Regions from separate parts of the Gasterosteus aculeatus genome. Here region 1 is linked to region 2. The links are chromatin contacts, called in public Hi-C maps. All regions are on one chromosome and are shown on one strand. Each heading gives the region's core, a stretch centred on a gene start, on an enhancer-like site or on the middle of the called end of the contact. The rest is flanking DNA. Distances are from core to core; before and after follow the strand shown. Region 1 overlaps b4galt5 (UDP-Gal:betaGlcNAc beta 1,4- galactosyltransferase, polypeptide 5). Region 2 overlaps slc9a8 (solute carrier family 9 member 8).

Evidence for each region. Hi-C and Micro-C count contacts between places; a contact is called where the count stands out from the background.
Region 1: a contact with region 2 is called in a Hi-C map of whole body, with 5 times the contacts expected there. The contact joins two enhancer-like sites. A contact is called at or near these places in 5 of 6 Hi-C or Micro-C datasets (liver, skeletal muscle, tail fin and 1 more).

Annotation. Positions count from the first base shown.
Region 1 is chr2:1,797,036-1,802,883 of fGasAcu3.hap1.1, reverse strand. b4galt5 (UDP-Gal:betaGlcNAc beta 1,4- galactosyltransferase, polypeptide 5) reads right to left here. Exons shown (of 9, transcript XM_040193494.2): 9 at 4,493-5,848. emilin3b (elastin microfibril interfacer 3b) reads left to right here. Exons shown (of 6, transcript XM_078081958.1): 6 at 1-806. The coding sequence ends at 281. Among protein-coding and RNA genes, the nearest start is that of emilin3b, 11 kb to the left of the region's middle. Within about 2 kb of position 2,878, at least 3 of the 9 cell types and tissues checked have open chromatin away from gene starts, as enhancers often do.
Region 2 is chr2:1,761,775-1,767,849 of fGasAcu3.hap1.1, reverse strand. It overlaps slc9a8 (solute carrier family 9 member 8), which reads left to right. Exons shown (of 16, transcript XM_040193924.2): 5 at 1,063-1,146; 6 at 1,477-1,578; 7 at 1,681-1,715; 8 at 2,168-2,311; 9 at 3,869-4,004; 10 at 4,091-4,196; 11 at 4,274-4,390; 12 at 5,187-5,269; 13 at 5,359-5,470; 14 at 5,546-5,766; 15 at 5,861-6,007. Among protein-coding and RNA genes, the nearest start is that of slc9a8, 9.5 kb to the left of the region's middle. Within about 2 kb of position 3,604, at least 5 of the 9 cell types and tissues checked have open chromatin away from gene starts, as enhancers often do.

The DNA.
Region 1 (5,848 bases), core at 1,629-4,128, 36 kb before region 2:
TGGCCGGCGAGCTGCGGGGCTGCCGCAGCGCCGCCGTCGAGGCGCAGAGGGAGGTGAAGGCCGTGGGCGGCAGGGTGAGCAGCGTGGAGGGCCAGTGCGGCAGCCTGGGGGAGCTGGCGGAGCACCTGGAGAGGATCCGGGCGGAGCTGGAGAGGCACTCGGACGCCTACCTGGCCGAGGCGAACGGCACCGCGGCCGCGCACTCGCAGCAGCGGGCCGAGGTGGAGGGCGGAGTCAAAGACTACGGCGAGGAGGGGGCCAACCAAAAAGGAGACGAGTAGCATCCGAGCTACAGAAAAAAAGACTTCCTCTCTCTCTCAAATCCCATCAAATGCAAATGAACTGGACATGGAAAACACCCCCCCTCCCCTCCCCAGATGTCCTGTCTCTCCCTTTGAGGTTTTACTCCATAGAGCCCCCCCCCCCCCCCCCCTCCCCCCTCTGATCCTGATTGCTTTGTCTCTGTATTTGACCTTTTCCTTTAACTTATATGTGTGACTGCATCGTTGGCGTTGTATTAAACTGTTTGTATTAGAGAAATGATTAATTAACAAAGCGGGCGACGCGGGTTTCTACTGACCGGTTCACATCCTCGGTGTGGACGTCTGGAACTGTACGTCAACCTGGTGCTATTTACAGGTCATGTTGTAAACTTCTGTGTGCTCAAAGAAAAAAAAAAGAAATGTATTTCTGCTTTCTGTTTGTTTTTCTGCCGCATTGCTGCGTAGGAGTTCCACAACGTGCCACTAGGGGGCAGAGACGACGCGCTACACATGGTTAAAGGAAATAAAGAGTGACACACTCTTCTTCAGACTCTTATACTCTTTATTGATGCCTGCAGGTCGCCTGAAGATGGTTAATGAACACATTAATGATTGTTGATATTCTCGTTTACTGTCCATAAATATGCAAAATATAACCCATATGATTAGGAATGAGGAATAAGATTTAAAGATTTTTTTTTATTATTGTCATTTACACACTGTTTACACCCTGTGTATTGAAATTCTTTTACTTGCCTTTCCGGAAAGCCGACCAATTTTAAAGGATGGCAATCAAAAGATACGAAGCGCCACAAAGCAACGATGCCTCGGGACATGTAGCAGCAAATAATGTGACCCAACACATTCTGTGACACAATTCAGGACTTTAATCTGCAGCATGTTGCCACTGCAAACATTCCAATCCTCCTTTATTTCACGCGTCATTGTGATAAAGAGAGGGCCTCTTTGCGAGTAAAGAAACGATATTTAATCCCACAGATCGTCAGAAGCTGATGAGGAGATGTGCCTTTTTGGCCCTTATAATAAAAATATGCGTGTGGTTTGACTGTGACGATAATCAGCAGCAGATGGAAGATTCAGACGTCTTCGAAGGCAACAATTAAAATGTGGTCGGGTGGGTTAAAAACAAACAGGTTGTGTTTTTGAAGAATGTGAAGTCGTCGCTGGCAAACAGGATGTTAATTACTGATCTACACCTTCACCCGCTGACGTTCAAATCAACCAACTGTCAATCATTTCTCTCAATATCTGCTGATTAGAGATATCGCAGATTAAGTGGAACAACAGACGTTGAGTTCTGACCCTGCAGGTCTCACAGGTCTCATATTTATGACTTAATTATGAGAAACTGTCTCGTTTTAATGGCTCAACTGGTCTCAAACGGTGCAAATGGAAACTAACTTCCATTGAATCTCTGAGCAGTTTTTTTTTTTTTTAAGTGCTTGTTTTGCGGAAAATAAATGTGAATGAAAGAGCTTGACTGCGTTAAGAGTCAAAACCGGCTCACAAGACCGCGGTCACATGAAGCAGTCAGGTGACACGGTGAGGTCACTGCGTGGTGTGTGTGTGTGTCTGTGGGGGGGGGGAACTCAATGATAAATAAGGAAGTTGAATGAAAGTATCAACAAATAGACGCCAGACGACCTTGCAAAAGCGCAGCAGTCAGCACGTGGTTGATAAAAGCATCTCCTTGGCAACCGTGACGAAGAGGCGAGCAGCGGAGAGGCCGCCGGCGTGAAAACAAGAACGCCGGAGGGATACGAGGGACGACCTCAGAGAGGAAACACACGAGCAGAGGAAACGAGTGAGGGGGATGGAATGTGATGTGATGGGGGGGGGGGGGGGCAGAGGACGGGACACCGAGACGAATGGTGGACCAGTGAGTGGTGAAGAGGAGGAGGAAGGATGTGTTGACGAGCTCCTCGACAGGAAAGCAGGCGAGAGTCACAACAAACAATAACTGAAGACCCCCCCCCTCCACCTCCTCCCCCAACCTTAACCTGGGGGACCAGATAGCAGCTGGGGGGCTCTGCTGCGCCGTCCCAGTGGTGGCTTTGGGGAGCCGCAGCAGAAGGGGGGGGGGGGGGGGGGGCGTTCATCATAAATATAGCTTTTTGTCTTGTAGCCTTTTTTAAATTTAGTCCATTTAGAAAGACAGAAGGAAAAAGTAAAAGCAACAGACAAACAAACAAACAACAGTCACCGTGACGACGCCAATATATCATTTTTGTTCCTTATTTCATCCTTAACGTATCTGTGTAAACTGAATGTGACAGGCTGGACACACCTTTCTTTACCTCTCCATGCGTCCACAGGGGATCCCGTGCTTACGGTCACATTGCAATGACTTGTGGGTAGTTTCCTCGGGCGAGGTCAGCGTCTAATGCCGATTCATGGAAAGAGCTCAGACAAAGCTTAACGCACCTTAGACAGAGGAACTGAACTCATGGGAGCGCCTCAAATCCCAGAGTCCGTCGGGGCGGAGGCTGGGATCGGGCCTCCATGGGGGTGGGGAGGCTGGGATTGGGCCTCTGTCAAGAGGAGGCTGGGATCGGGCCTCCGTCGGGGCGGAGGCTGGGATCGGGCCTCTGTCAAGGTGGAGGCTGTATCGGGCCTCCGTCGGGGCGGAGGCCGGGATCGGGCCTCTGTCAAGGTGGAGGCTGGGATCGGGCCTCCGTCGGGGCGGAGGCTGAGATCGGGCCTCCGTCGGGGCGGAGGCTGGGATCGGGCCTCCGTCGGGGCGGAGGCTGGGATCGGGCCTCCGTCGGGGCGAAGGCTGGGATCGGGCCTCCGTCGGGGCAGAGGCTGGGATCGGGCCTCCGTCGGGGCAGAGGCTGGGATCGGGCCTCCGTCGGGGCAGAGGCTGGGGTCGGGCCTCCGTCGGGGCAGAGGCTGGGATCGGGCCTCCGTCAGGGTGGAGGTCGAGCACAATTCAGTTAATCCCGCATTGAGCACCATCAGACCTCGACAGCTTTAAAACAGTTGAACGCGTTGTTGCCTCCTTGCTCGTGAAGGAGTGAATGCAGCGCCCCCTGAGCAGAGTGACGCGACCCGCGCGGGTTCACCCCGCAATATGCTAATATGCTAACACCACATTTCCGACGGTTGGCGGGCGCGGCGGGACAAAGGAGGCCGAGTGGACATGTTTAACTGGGACGTAGAGAGCGGGTCGACTGGTTAAACTGGTTTAGGACTTTCCGCTGCCAGTTCTTAGATCACAGATTAATTCCCAGAAAAATATGGCCGACATCTTCTGTCCGTCAACTTTGAGGCCTGTGAAACGAGCGGCTGTCAATGTGTGCGTGCGTTGTGTATGCACATCCTGAGACAAAGATTTAAGAGCTGCCCTGTGTGTGTGTGTGTGTGTGTGTGTGTGTGTGTGTGTGGCAGACTGGTGTTAGCATACCAAAGCCTTGTGTTTCCATTAAGATGTGGCTGCTCCAGTCAGGCCTCTGTGCCTCTGCCAAGCCTCACACACACACACACACACACACACACACAGTATGGGGGGGGGGGGGCAGTGGTATTTTCATTGAGGATGAACAGAGGTTCACAGAGGAAGTGTGGGATTACATCTACACTCGTAGGTATGTTCCACGCCACCGTGGAGATTAATGTACGATTAGGAAACACACGTCGTCATGGTGACGCCGACCGTCTGTTGACTGGTGTTTTAACACCGTGAGACATTTTTAGTTGTCGCCATATTTTTGGTCAACAGGAAGTGACACTATCTGGTCTGAGGAGGAGTCGCGTAGGTGATGCTGTACTTCTCTGGCAGAGACCTGTCAATCGGCGTGTGGCCCCGCCCTAAAGCATCCCCTCCTTTATAGTCTGTTTGATTCTAAATGGACCATCATCTACTAAATGAACATCATGCTGTATTGAAGAAGACTTGAGACTGAGACCATAAACCCGTTTACAATGTTTACTGAGGGAATAAACCAAGAGAGTAATTTTCTCATAGACTTCTATGGCCATCAGGGACAATGCAGCTATATCACACTTCTCCATTGGCTTCTCTCTTAAGAACATACTTTCAGAACATAGAATATATTGACGGATCAACACTAGAAAGGAATGACATGCCCTCCGTTGTGTGAAAGCTTTTTTATTCAGGACATTTTGGCCAGAAGCCGCCGACCCAGAAACAAACCCACCGAGAGAAGACGCTGCCGAAACAGAGGACGGGACCGGGCTGCTGAATCTTTCACAAGTTTCATTTTATTGGTGTACTTTGACAAGAACAATGATGGTATAAAAGAAAAATCTCCATCATACAAATTTCAATAATCAAAAGATAATATGCCGATACACAAACAGACCACGTAAGGCTGACATCAAGCTCCGACCAGTGGCTTCAAATGGCTTCAGTTCAAGGAGAGCGACTCCTTACAATCAGAGAAGATGTACACTTTAAATTTAGCATCCTTGTTAAGTTAGCTTCCATACAAAAGAATGAACCGGTGTGGTTTATTAAGAGCAAACTTCATCGCCATTTTTTTTTTTTTGGGGGGGGGGGGGGGGGGGCATGTTTCATTGCATTGTAAGCAGATGGCATGTTTCACCCTCTTTGTGGAGGGGGGTGGGGGGGGTATATATATATATTTTCATTTTACAAAAGAGTCGGCGTGGGCGAGGGGGGGGGGTTGATGTAAAAACGGTGATGTCGCTGCGTTAGCTGCGTTAGCTTCATTAGCGATGAGCCTCCTTCACGCGAGCCTCCGTAGTGATTTAAGACCTTTATAGAATTTCTAAAACACTACACACAACAATATGTACAACGATCGGTTTATTGATACACACTTTATTTTCAATTTAAAGTTTTTGCTTTGTAAAAAAAAAAAAAAAAAAAAAAAAAAAGAGAACAAAAAAAGGAACTTTGAGTGAAAAAAAACCTCAATAAATTAAGAAGCTTTAAGGCCGCCAGTCTTGTCAGGTGCCCAAAGAAGGGTCCCTTCATTTAAACTGGTACAGAACAGATGGGGGGGGGTAGTGAAGCCTTTTAGTGAGCAGCAGGCTCTGTCTGGATGCGGGACCATGTTATGATTATATATACATACATATATATATATATATATATATATATATGTATATACAAATCAACATGACACACTTCCTGTACCTTTAGAGACATGTGACAGGAAGCCGCCTCGTCGATTGGTGGTTAATTGGCTCGCTCCACATCGCCCACGGAGCCTAATACTGACTTAGAGGTCAGAGGTCAGGGTCTTCACCTCGCTTAAAAACAAACAAACTAAAGCTTCTTTCTTTTGCTGCACGTCCATCTAGTTTTTATGACAAACAAAGAACACGTGAACCAAAGTCGTTGTCATGTGACTGATGGGAGACAGAAAGGGGGAAAAAAATAAAATTATTAAACACCTCAAAATGTAGACGGAAAACCTTTTTTTTGCCATTTCACTCGAACACACGAGGAAAAGGGAACTTAACACAAATGCTGCCAGCGTCCACGCGTTCCACCGGGGAGCAGGAAGTACACAAACCAGCCTGGGGGGGGGGGGGGGGCGCAGAGGGGGGGCTTGTCTATTCTCATAATGTTG
Region 2 (6,075 bases), core at 2,355-4,854:
CTACCTTTAGAACGCACCTCCTGCAGTAGAAATATATGACAATAATTAATGAAACAAACAATCAGCGCCACAGTGGGGATTGAATGTTAAAGGATGATTTGATCACTGTCTTCTAATGATGCTAGTTAGCTGTTAGCGAGCTAATGTGGTTATTGGACACTGCGAACGTGATATTCATCTACGATCCACATCTAATGTTCAAAATGTTCGTTCTTTGGCCGATTAGAAGTCGAGTGGGGTGTGCCATTCTGTTGGTGGGGGGGGGGGGGTCATCGTGGCGGTGGAGGGTCGTCTCCAGCCAGCTGTCAAACTCCCCCCCCCGTCGCACAATGAGGGAGATTGTTGATCAGAGGGTGTAAACGTGGACCGTCAGTGCAGCATCGAACCCACGGCACAGAAATAGATCTCCTCCATGAATGTTCACGAGTGAACAACGGGCCCTCTGACATTCCTGACCGGGAACACACACACACACACACACACACACACACACACAGGCGCAGCGTGCACATTGGGATGTAATGCGACGGCACGTGATGCCTTCGCCCGCCCATTTAGCCGAGAATGATTTCATTATGTGGCTGAAGTAGAGGTGTGTGTGTGTGTGTGTGTGTGTGTGTGTGTGTGTGTGTGTGTGTGTGTGTGTGTGTGTGTGTGTGTGTGTGTGTGTGTGAAGCATGTAGATTCTATATGTATCCACGAGTCCTTGTGTGTGTGTGAACACATGAAGGGGCGGGCCTTCCCCCTGATGAGCACCTGATGTGCGGTTGTAGATTAGAAGGGAATATTGTTGCAGGGATTGCGTGGTGTGGCGACTGCATCCTGCTGATTAGCGTCAGCAGCGCTGCCTCAGCCGGACTCGCACGGAACCACTCCATGTGTCACACAGATCTGTCGTTTGTTCACTTGTAACGTTTCCATCTGATTTTGCTTCGTGGCGTTTCATCCTGTTTGCCCCGACGCGTCGTTGTCGTTGATTGAGGGTTGATCACCGGACTGTTAGCTTAGCATGGCTACCTGTTTGGACTGTATGTGACTTTGTCTCTGTCCCTCTCTGCACAGGAGGAGGAGATGTTCCGACCCAACATGTTCTTCCTCTTGCTGCTGCCGCCCATCATCTTTGAATCTGGATACTCTCTACACAAGGTGTGTGTGCGTGTGTGTGTGTTTGTTTAAACGAGGCCGGGTCTTTTATGAATGTGACTCACTCAAAAGGAATCCACAGAAGTATGAAAAATAGTCATGTTTCTATCCCCCCACACACTCCTTACACGATACGGCGCAGCATGCTAACGTCCGCTAAGCTAAGCAGCTCTCGTGTTGGTTACAGTAAGCTCACACACTCACTGAGCTTTGAAGGGAATTGGCTTTTAACGTGTTTGTTCTTCATAGATCCGTTCTGCGCCACCTGTGTTGCGTAACGCGGTGACACAGTTCACCAGGAGAACTTACACCCGTGTGTTCATGTATGTTCAGGGGAACTTCTTCCAGAACATCGGCTCCATCACTCTCTTCGCCGTGATCGGCACGGCCATCTCGGCCTTCATCGTGGGCGGGGGCATCTACTTCCTGGGTCAGGTGAGCAGCGTACCTCTTGAACAACTTGGATGTTCTCCTGCGACGGCATGTTAATAAAGTGTCGTCGCGTTGTGACGCAGTGTGTGTGTCTGTCTCCCTCAGGCCGATGTGATCTACAAGATGTCCATGACCGATAGGTGAGTCCTGGTAGAAGCTCCACTCCTCAACTGTCAGGAAAACACTTTTGATCTGTTAACGCCTTCCAGACAATAAGATACCAGCCATGAGATGTGTGCGTGTGTGTGTGCGAGTTTCAACTTGCAACTTTCCAAGAATTGGTTGTGAAATTGTTGCAGGGTTGTTAAATAAAGCTAACACCATGTTTTACATTTACGAGACATGTTCTATGAAGAATAAGACAGAAATTGGTTGTGGTTGCTTTTCTTTTTCCATAATTCTTTCCTGGTTTTGTTGCAGCTATTAGACACTGATTGCGTTTGAAATCTGTGCTAAATACTCTTAATATTCATGCATTCTTGAAGAAAGATGGATCTCTGTCGGTAAAGGTGAAGGACTTTTGATTTCGAAGAACGACTCACTCACGAAAAACAAAGACGCTTATTTTCAGCTTCTTCGCTTCCTCCCGTAGCTTCGCCTTCGGCTCTCTGATCTCGGCCGTGGACCCCGTGGCCACCATCGCCATCTTCAACGCCCTCAACGTGGACCCGGTCCTCAACATGCTGGTGTTCGGCGAGAGCATCCTCAACGACGCCGTCTCCATCGTCCTCACCAAGTAAGACGTCCGCAGGTAGAAGTGTGTTGCGAGGCTCCACGAGCGAAGCAAATAGGACCAGTATTTAGGTGAGACGGGTAGAAATGGTGTTTTGAAGGACAACAGGGAAGATGAGTCTCCTGATGCAGCTCTTCAGTCCTCCCCTTGACCCGACGGCTTAGTGTCTCTAACAGGAAGTGAGTGTGAGCATTTAAAGCTGGGACGTATCCATGTGCACGGCATTAACAGCGCAGCAATATCATTGTATTATTATTATTATTATTATTATTATTATTATTATTATTATTATTATTACTACTCCTCTGTCTTTCATGGTGAGCAAGGCGTGCTCGGGCTGCACGTCCATTCTTCTGTCTCTGGAGTGTCGGGCGAAAGGACCCGCAGGTTGATTTGATTCTTCAATGCGTTAATTATTTTATTATCATCTGATAAACGAGTTTCTGCTTCGCTGAGTCACATCAGGAATGAGAGGGTGTGACAACACGTGCAGGGAGCGTCCGCTCCGAGTATCGTGCGCTCACAATGGTTTGTCAAGATTGTCCGGTATCAGCGCACACACGCACACACACACGCACACGCACACTAAGCGCCTCGTCGGACGAGTTTGACAGGAAGCAACAGCTGGCAGACTTCCGTCTTTTGTCTGCGTCTCCTCACCCCTTCCCGCCAGCTAAACGGTGCGTGTGATCCCGTGTGTCAGCGCCGACCAAACCGCAGTATGAATAATGGATCGGCCCGACGGCGCCTCACGCGCCGGCTTTCCTGTGAACCGCTAAGGGCGCTTTGGCGCTTGTTTATCGGATTCAAATCAGATTGTTTAGCTCCACTGCTGCTGGATAACTATTATTTAAAAAGGGGTTTGACCCCGCTGGAGGCGACGCGTGGGATCGGGCCGCAGTATGGCGCGCTTTTATTTTGCCGTGGAAAAAGCTGACTGATTTTCTGAATGGCCCCTCGACCTCTCACCTCAAGTGAGAAGAGTGTAAACTGACAAGTGACCCACAGTGCAGCTAGCGCACGTTATTCTCTCTAAATAGTGTATTGTAACGTTTGCCTGGATGAGTGCCACGTCGATCAGATTTAAGTGACCTGTCGTGACCTCTGGGATAACCAAGGGCACGCGGAGGCTTTCCACCTTCATACCAGTCTACATTATAACTAACAAAGGCCTTTTTTGCAACCAAATAATTTTAAAGTAAAAAGAAGAGAGAATTTGAAGAGATACCTAGTGTCATTATTTTCCTGGAAACATAAATAATAACTGTTATTGAGTTTTTGTGTCTACGCCTTTATGTGACTAGTTCTGACTGGAAGTTGAGCGCTGCCCCTTCGGGGAACTGAGAGGACTCAAATGTCACATAGTGTTCTTTTGGTCACTATTCCGGTTAAGTCACACAGCCTTGGTTCATCACGTTTGCTTCACTGTGTGAAAACGCTGGTTAGTTGGCCTGTTTGTGGTGGAGTGTTGTCGCCCCCTGGGGTCAGATGAGGGCATCGCTGCCCACGAGGTGTAACGGGTATTAAACCCCCCCCCCTCTTGTTTGTTCTGCCCTGCAGGACGGCAGAGGGGTTTTCCCGCTCGGACAACTCGGCGACCGGCTGGCAGACGTTCGTCCAGGCGCTGGCTTATTTCCTCAAAATGTTTTTTGGTTCGGCCGCCCTGGGAACCCTCACCGGACTCATCTCCGCTCTCGTATCCGGACTCATTTAGTGTGCGGCGGCTTCAAACTCACGCTTGTGTACATTCATCTCATAAAATGTCCTTAACGCACTGATTAGTTTCTGAAACACTTTGATCTGAGGAAGACGCCGTCGCTGGAGTTTGGCATGATGATTATCTTTGCTTATCTTCCTTACGGCCTGGCGGAGGGCCTCAAGCTGTCTGGTGGGTGTGCACACACACATATAATTGTTAGCTTACCGTAACATTGTTTTAATGGCGTGCTCTCTCTCCCCCTGCAGGAATAATGTCCATCCTGTTTGCGGGCATCGTGATGTCTCACTACACGCATCACAACTTGTCTCCGGTCACTCAGATCCTCATGCAGCAGACGCTGCGCACCATGGCCTTCATGTGTGGTCAGTGGGCCACGTCTTACTGCCCAAACACAGAAAGGGGCGGGGTTTGAGAGAGGCGACACACAGGGGCGGGGTTTGAGAGAGGCGACACACAGGGGCGGGGTTTGAGAGAGACGACACACAGGGGCGGGGTTTTGAGAGAGGCGACACACAAGGGTTTGAGAGAGACGACACACAGGGGTTTGAGAGAGGCGACACACAGGGGCGGGGTTTGAGAGAGGCGACACACAGGGGCGGGGTTTGAGAGAGGCGACACACAGGGGCGGGGTTTGAGAGAGGCGACACACAGGGGCGGGGTTTTGAGAGAGGCGACACACAAGGGTTTGAGAGAGACGACACACAGGGGTTTGAGAGAGGCGACACACAGGGGCGGGGTTTGAGAGAGACGACACACAGGGGCGGGGTTTGAGAGAGACGACACACAGGGGCGGGGTTTGAGAGAGGCGACACACAGGGGCGGGGTTTGAGAGAGACGACACACAGGGGCGGGGTTTGAGAGAGACGACACACAAGGGTTTGAGAGAGGCGACACACAGGGGCGGGGTTTGAGAGAGACGACACACAAGGGTTTGAGAGAGGCGACACACCGGGGCGGGGTTTGATACGACAGACGGTTGGTTCTAAATGACCTAAGGAGGTCGGCGTAGACGCTGCGTTTGCGCCTGTTGTATCAGAATTTGGGTGTTCGTCCAACAAAGAGCCAAAGCAAGGATTGATGACGTGATTCCACCGGTAAAGGTTTGACTGACAGCTGTTTTGTCCAATCACCTGTGAAGTTCCTCTGTTTCCCCTCCAGAGACCTGTGTGTTTGCCTTCCTTGGTCTCTCCATCTTCAGCTTCCCTCACAAGTTTGAACTCTCCTTCGTCATCTGGTGCATCGTAAGTGCTCCTGCTCGTGTTCTCTGACTGCTTGTTGGATCCCCCCCCCCCCCCAAACACACACACACCACCCGTTTTCCTCTCCGTAGGTCCTGGTGCTTCTCGGCCGAGCCGTGAACATCTTCCCACTGACAGTCCTGCTGAACGTCTTCAGGGACCATAAGATCACGCCCAAGATGATGTTCATCATGTGGTTCAGTGGTGAGGCGACAGGACGTCAGCACATTAATAAAACTATATGTTTAAAACGCTTCATCATAAATACGTCTCCATCAGGCCTGCGAGGCGCCATCCCCTACGCGCTGAGCCTCCACTTGGGCCTGGAACCCATCGAGAAGCGCCAGCTGATCGGCACCACCACCATCATCATCGTCCTCTTCACCATCCTGCTCATGGGGGGCGGGACCATGCCGCTCATCCGCCTCATGGACATCGAGGAGAGCCAATCGCGGCGCAAGAGCAAGAAGGACATCACCCTCAGCAAGACGGAGAAAATGGTGAGGGCCTGAGACGCTCCGTCGGCATGGATACCAGCGGTTCATTTCAACTGACCCCGCCTCCCTCCTCTCTGCTGCGCCCTTTTCTCTGCAGGGTAACACCATCGAGTCGGAGCACCTGTCGGAGCTGACGGAGGAGGAGTACGAGGCTCATATCTTCCAGAGACAAGACCTGAAGGGCTTCATGTGGCTGGACGCCAAATACCTGAACCCCTTCTTCACCCGCCGACTCACCCAGGAGGTGAGGCACGCACCGGGGGGAGGGGGCGGGGGTTCATTCAAGTTACAACTTCCTGGTACCCGAGGAGC